Regions from separate parts of the Mus musculus genome. Here region 2 is linked to region 1. Evidence: chromatin contacts called from public targeted proximity ligation data. All regions are on one chromosome and are shown on one strand. The core of a region is the stretch at or near the end of the contact, and the rest is flanking DNA. Distances in the headings are between cores, read along the strand shown.

What was found.
Region 2: a contact with region 1 is called in a targeted proximity ligation map of extraembryonic endoderm stem cells. A contact is called at or near these places in 4 of 130 datasets of targeted methods (bone marrow-derived macrophages, embryonic stem cells, extraembryonic endoderm stem cells and 1 more) and 2 of 9 other capture datasets (adipose tissue and pancreatic islet).

The regions. Positions count from the first base shown.
Region 1 is chr19:24,014,433-24,018,295 of GRCm38.p6, forward strand. The region is part of intron 2 of Fam189a2 (family with sequence similarity 189, member A2); the gene reads right to left. Among named protein-coding and RNA genes, the nearest start is that of Fam189a2, 15 kb to the right of the region's middle.
Region 2 is chr19:24,158,701-24,162,431 of GRCm38.p6, forward strand. The region is part of intron 2 of Tjp2 (tight junction protein 2); the gene reads right to left. Among named protein-coding and RNA genes, the nearest start is that of Tjp2, 64 kb to the right of the region's middle.

The sequences.
Region 1 (3,863 bases), core at 1,344-3,843:
CAGCCTCCCTCCTCCATGACTGCTGACGCTCAGAAGTAAGTGTCCCTAGAGCCTCCATTGCTGGAGCTGGCCCTGCTTCTCACAGGACTCACAAATGTAGAGACCCTCAACTCCAGAGTGCTGAATGGAATACATGGGGGGGGGGGTTAGTGTGTCTGTCTGTCTGTCTGTTTGCCTGCCTGCCTGTCTGTCTGTCTGCCTGTCTGTCTGTCTGTCTGTCCGTCTGCCTGTCTGTCTGTCTGTCAGACAAGCACTCTACCATTCAGCTACATATCTAGCTTTTTTTCCTTTGGAGACGGAATCTAAGTTAACCCAGATCTGCCTCAAACTTGTGATGTTTTGCCTCAGCCTACCAAGTAGCTGAGATTATCCTTAAGCACCACCATACCCAGCTATCCAGACATTCTTATGCCTTAAAAAACAGAGGGAGGCATTAGGACTGCAACTCACTTACTTGGTAGAATGCTTCCCTAGTACGCAAAGGACCTACTAGATTCGATGTCCAGCATCAAAGAAAACCATGCATGGAATCACATGCCTATAGTCCTAGGATCCAGAAAGTGGGGGCAGAAGGATGAGAAGTTTAAAACCATCTTTGGTTACATAGCTACTTCGAGGCCAGCTTGGGATACATGATGCTCTATCTCAAAACAACAAGAAGGAAGGGAGGGGAAGGGAAGGGAAGGGAAGGGAGGGGAGGGGAAGGGAAGGGAAGGGAAGGGAAGGGAAGGGAAGGGAAGGGAAGGGAAGGGAAGGGAAGGGAAGGGAAGGGAAGGGAAGGGGGGAGGAAGAGTAAGCAAATGATAGAAGAGTGTATGGTCACTGAATTACAACTTATACAAAGGGAGCTTACAATGCCCATCTGAAATTAAAATATCATCAAAATAACTAGGGAGGGTTCTGGAAATCTCTAATGGCACAGTAAGAAGGATGCAAAATATTGTTCTGAATCAAGGCACCTATTTCACAGACACATAAATTACAAGATTGCCTCACGGGTACCTAATAATTAGTGGTAATGTGTCAGCGTTAAATCTAGGTCTCATACACTGTGAAATAATCAGGGCTCATTCCAAGTTATGGTCAGCCACAAGATGTCTTTGAATGCAGCAGCCTACATGGGGCCAAAGAGCCCCACGGCCCATCTCATTTGTATGCAGAGAATCCTCAATTGCATGTGCTGGTTTAGACTCCAGTTCTTCAGGGCCTCAGGAAGCGTGACTCTCTAGTTAATCAATCTTGAAGGTTAGTCCTCAAACAAAGCATGTTAGTCTCCCATGATTCTCTCAACAGATGAAGGGCCCCCGGGTCTCTAAGTGCTGGGAAACAGAGCCAGATCCCTGGCCTACCTTATGTAGAGTAAATGAAGGGAGGAATGTATAGTATAGTTAAGCCATTTTGTTCTAACCATTCTAATGAAGCTGGCACAATCAAAGAATCGTTTTTAAGTAGCCACCGTAGTTACCATTTCTTGTCCTCGCTGTGAGGTATAATTTAGGACACCTACAAGTAAGAATGAACAAATGGAACCGGCCGTGCATAGTGGCACAGGCCTTTAATCCCAGCACACAGAAGGCAGAAGCAGGCAGATCTCTGTGAGTTCAAGGCCATCCAGTTTACATGGTGAGTTCCAAGGCCACCAGGGTTATATAATGAGACCTGTTCAAATAAAATAAAATAACTACATGGAATCCGAGATATACATTTGTTTGTTTGTTTGTTTGTTTATTTGTTTGTTTGTTGGGGGCATGCCACAGCATGCATCTGGAGGTCAGAGTGCAACTTGTAAGAGTCTGTTCTTTCCTTCTGCCATGAGTCCTGGGGATCGAGTCAGGCCATCAGGCTAGAACCATCACCCTGGCCCTGAGCCTTTGTTTGTTACATTGATGACAGAGCTTCCTTTACACCAGTATGCGGGTCACATGCACCCCACCTACTCCACACTGACAAGAAAGTAGCATCAGTTCCAACTACCACTTCATGAGCAACCAAAACTCTACTGGGCAGCTGGATGTTCATGGCGGTGATTCTTACTAACGCACTACCGAGGAAAAGCATGTAATTAAGACAATTCTGTTTACTAACTGAGGTACCCATACATGACAATTTTCGAGGCCATCTCTGGAACAGAGTCTGATTTTTTTTTAAACAATTTCAAAACTTTTTGTTAAAATCCAAAAGGAATAAGAAGCAGAAAAATAAGAATATACTTTAAACATGGAAAATGTTAGCCTTTTGTGCAAAATACTTACTCTAGACTGCTACATACAGGCATATGCTTTACCCTAAGGACAACCACAAGTATTTAAAACCTATTCTCCAGCACTATCATTGTCCTGGGCATGGGAGTGCTCTGCTGATAGTAGCCAATGAATGAAGGTCTGGGTTTCCATGGAAACGTGAGTTTGAAGGAACTGGGACAAACTGACCCTCTTTTGTTCAAGCTGATCAACAACCTGAAGTAATCGCAGTCACAATCAGAAGAGGGCACACAAAAGGACTGCTCCTTACAAAGGAACACTCACATGTTCCAGGCTGGTGTGGACATAACTGGAAACGAGGACAGCTGGTCTCCCAAGGGGCTGGATGGGGGCCAATGGCCAGTCTTGCCCCAGCCTCCTCCACACAGCCACAGAAGCATAAGAGTGAACTGGCCCTAGAGCTGGAAGGGGAAGTGAAGAGCCTCCTGGGGAGACACACAGAACCCTAAGCAGCCAGTCCACAGGCTAAGCAGGCTGCCTCAATGCTCTTGGCTAGGTCACTACACTCTGGAAAGCAGGAAGCAGTCATTGGGGTAGCCAGGGAAAGTGCCTCCTCAGGGTGTGGCTGTGGCTGCTGAGCTGAGAGCCAAAGAAACCCACAGCCAAGCACTGGGCTAGGGGAAGAAAGACCTAGGCAAGCAATGCCCAGTATGTGAAGGGGGAGGTGAAGCCAGGAGGTGCCAAAGCTGGACAGCTAAACCCAGATCTGCAAAACAATGCCCCAGGTGCACTGAAGCATCCCTAAAATCCCAGTTCTGGGGCTCAGAGACAGGAGGGTGCAGAGAACAAGGCCAGCCTCAGTTACACATGGAGTTCAAAGTTGAGACTGTCTTGGAAAAAAAAAAAAAAAAAAGGCCCCACTGGTTTCTCTAATGCAACAAGGCCTCTTCCCTACATTGACCTCTGGCACATTCCAACACTCAGGAAGCAAGGGAGGGGAACCTGGGCAACACAGAAAGGAAGGAAAGGAGGGAGGGAGGGGTGCAATACACACCCAAGTGGGGGGAGGGGGAGGGGAGAGTTGAGCCTGTATTACGAAGTTATCTTCTCAAGGCAGGAAAACTAAGCTCCAAAAGGCAGACTTGTGTGGTTCAGAGGAAGAGCCAGGCACAGCTGAAAGGCACTGCCAGTTTCTTTCTACACACATTGTGTTCATTTCTTAAACTAATGTATTTGGTGCAGGGTGTGTGTGTGTGTGTGTGTGAGAGAGAGAGAGAGAGAGGGAGAGGGAGAGAGAGAGAGAGAGAGAGAGAGAGGAGACAGAGACAGAGAGAGATGTGTGTGTGTGTGCACATGTGTGCCTCCAGAGGACAAAGAGGACATCAGATCCTCTGAAGCTGGTGTTCCTGGCAGCTGTGAGCCACCTGGGAATTGAATCCTCTGCAAGAAACACTAAGCCATCTCTCATCTCTCAGCCGCTGCTTCGTTTGTTTGTGTTGGTTTTGTTGCGTAAGAAGAGGTCTTCTAAGTAGTACAGACTGGCCTTGAACTCTCCATGGTCAGCCTCAGCCTCCTAAATGCTGGTTTTACAGGCATGCATCACTACACCTGGCTATAATGCTGTCTTACTAAGATGCATATAAACCCATGTAGCATAGTGAC
Region 2 (3,731 bases), core at 596-3,095, 140 kb after region 1:
CTGACCTGCATCCCGGCCATAATCATATATATATATATATATATATATATATATATACACACACACACACACACACACACATATGTATGCGTGTGCGTACATATTTATATACATAAACATGTATGCCATAAACATGCCTTCCTATTAATCTAAAAGAGAGAAGGGAAGAGATGCTGAAGCAGGAAAGTAGGGAGGAGCAGGGAGGAGTGCAAGAAGTCCCAGTCCTTAGGATCCAGGTTCTCCTTTCTCTTCTTTGCATATTCTTTCATTCCCCGAGCAGTAACGTCTGCCCCAAGCTGCCTCCGATAGGATTATATATCCAGTATGGTTCAGACTGGGACTAGAAGGATGGACTGGAGAGGTGGCTCATTAGTTAAGAGCACTGGCTGCTCTTACAAAGGACTTAGGTTCAGTGCTCAACACCCACATGGCTGCCCACAACCACCTGTATCTTCAGTCCCAGGGGATCCAACACCCTCTTCTGACTTGTGTGCACAGACTTCTGGACACATGTTGGTACATATACCTATACTCAGGCACACACGTGTACACATAAAAAAAAAAAAAAAAAAACTCTCTGATCTTCTGATTATATACACACATTTCAAAGGATACTTGGGTTTCTATTTTTGAGGACATTTTTGTAAGCCCACCATTTCAAAGAGCAAGTTATAGTCAACTTCTCCACAATCAAAGGGCCTCTGCTGTTTACACCGTGAATGATAGTAGCCAGGTGGGAACAATCAAGACCAGGGACAGACAGGGATGTCAGCTTCCCAGCGTATAACATTTGTCAATCCATAAATCACTATCCTAAGAATGAAGCCAAAGGCGTACGGCTGGGAACTGTCGGGCGGGATGTGCTACCGTTGTGTCCTTAGGACAGTTCATTGCCAGGTCATGATCCAACTGAACCAGCCCTGACATTTAAGTCTTCAAATTACACTCCAGATGAAGGGGGGGGGGGGGGGGGCACGACACAGTGCAGCGGTGATTTAGAGCTGAGGAACCCCCCCCCCCACTGCTAATGCATTTAATTAACAAGTCATCTCCATCCCATCTCTCCAGCCTGAGTTGTCTTAGTGAGGGTCGGAACCCACACTAGATGGATGTTCTTTGCTCTTTCCTATTCAGAAGCCCGAGGGACGTGCCTGGTGCTACCCAGATGACAAGAGAGTCCTCTCTGCCAAGAGCGTGGAACTCAAGCATGACCTCCTGTGTTTGCCTTAGAAGTCAATCACAAACACGACACTTAGAAACTTGGCAATGCCCAAGCTAAATTTATTTTTAACCCAGTTCTGCTTGACCATCTTTTTCAGCAGAAAAGCCCAGTGAGAAATTTATCTTCGAACAGCAGATGCCTCGTTCCGGCCAGAGAACAAGTTGCGGAGGAAGACTGTCAGCTGCCTTTCTGAAGTTCCTGACTTTTGTGTGGCAAAGACCAGTCAACTCCAGAAATTGACTTAAAATAAATAAATGAAGATAAAAATAAATACTGTACTATACAAAAAAATACATAAAGCAACAGGACAGATCCCTCTTCAAGTTATAACACTAAGCCTAAATATTTATAGATATCTAGGGAGGGAGGGAAGGAGAGAGAGAGAGAGAGAGAGAATATGAATGAATACATATTCATGTGTATGTGCAGGGAGCTACAGGTGGAAATAGGTAGTCAATGTTTCCCTACCATGCATGAGGCCCTGGGTCTCATCCCCAGCAAAAAATAAAACACACGCGGGCACACACACACATACACATATATTTAAGCTCCAGCACAAGGAGGGCTGCTGAGGGAGTGAATTAGGTCACTCCCCAGAAGTTTCCCTGCAGCTCCGTTTTCTAAGCTCACACAGTGGGACCCTTTGTTCATTGTCTCAGACACTGTAAACTGTTTGCACATCTATTGTGAGCTCTGGCTGACTCCAAGTCTGGAGTTGGGGGGTTGGGGGGGGGGGATAAAATGGATTCTGTGAATATAGTTCTGGTACTTTCAAATCCACACAAGCTCTGCAAATAGGCAGCTCCAGCTACTCCAGGGTAGGAGCTCAGTCACGGGTCCTGGGCTTCCCAGTGCAGTCGCTTACAAGTCTACTCTCCGCGTAGCGCTTCCAGTTTCTCGGAGAAGCAGTACTGTGCGGCCAGGAGCCTCAAATGGTATTTGGTGAATCAAATACCATTTGGTATTTGGTGGCCACTGTTTCCCCGCTAACAATTAGTAACAGTAATAGACAGTCAGGGTAGAGTGGGTTGGAGTGGTAGAGAAGATAATTTGAATGAAGGAGAAAAAATTCACCAATATTCCAAAGTTAGGGGGGAAAAGAAACAAGTCAAGTTTTCCCCAGGGGTGACAGCGGGCATTGTCAATGGGGCTAAAGATTTTTAAAGCTAACATTTTAAAAAACTTAAGATTTTATAAAACAAACGCAAATGGCTGAGATCACTACTGCCCACAGTTTTGACGGACTATTCGGTCAGCATGAGATATGAAGCACAAACTGGGATAAATATAATCTCTGTCCATTTCATTTGACAAAATTCAAAAGAAGTGAAAGATGAGTAGGGCTCATTATAAAAAAAATCAGATTTATATACTTATACAATCAGATGAGAAGGATGTCTAAGACAACGTACTCACTGGGGTTGATAAGTAACTCATCAAAGAATTAAGTTAACGGAATTAAGCCATCTTCTATTCATTAACTTGTAAATTTGAAAATCATTATTCTTTGGTCTCCCTTGATAGCCTAAGATTGCTAGGTAGCCCAGGCTAGCCTCAAGCTCTTAATTCTCCTGTTTTAGCTTTCCCAAGTGCTGATATTGCAAGACTGATACCACAGCTATCTGGTTTTCTTTTTTTTTTCCATTTCTGGGGAGTGAATCCAGGACCTAGAACACGCTAGGCAGGTGTTCCACCAGTAAGCAACACCCTTTGGCCTTGGAGTGTAACTCTGCAAGCTTATTCCTCCTATAGCAGAGCCAGAAATGGTGGCACTTGCCTGTGGTCCCTAACAGAATTTGAGACCAGTCTAGATAAGCAATATAGTGTGATGGGAAGCAGGAAACAGAGCTAAACCTCAGGATGCAGGCCCTTCCAAAGGTAAGATACCTTATGGAGAAGGTAGCTGTTACCGGTCACCTGGGCTGTATCAGGTGACTGACTATAAAGTCAAAGGACAGCCTTGGGAGCGTGCAACCAGAAAGTCTAGTACTCCCCTGAAATGATGAAGAAAATAAGAAATGACAGCCACTTCCACTGACTACTGAGTACCTCAGAGCAATCCCAAGAGGCACCCAGGCCTTTCTAGCACAGAGAGCTCTTTTACCAGAGGCCAGACACCTCCAGATCTCTGGGTGAAGAACCCGGGGCCAGGGAAGTACACATGGATGATCTGAACGCATGAAAGAAAGCTGAAGCCTTCAGCGTTCCTCCTTTCTTCACCAGCAGCAGCAAGCGGATTCCCCACTTCCCTTCCCCTCGCCAGCCTCAGGACCACCAAGGCTGAGGAAGGGTCTTAGGAGCCTCGTACAACCGGAGTCTGTGGGGCAAATATGAATGCTGGTGATGAAACCCTGGTTTTTATGCCTTCAATTGTTTGGTGGACTGGCAATGCCAATATTCTGCACTAGTTTCTCTTTCCTAGAAATAACCTATATATATGTGTGTGTGTGTGTGTGTGTGTGTGTGTGTGTGTGTGTGTGTGTGCGTGCGTGTGTATATATATATATAT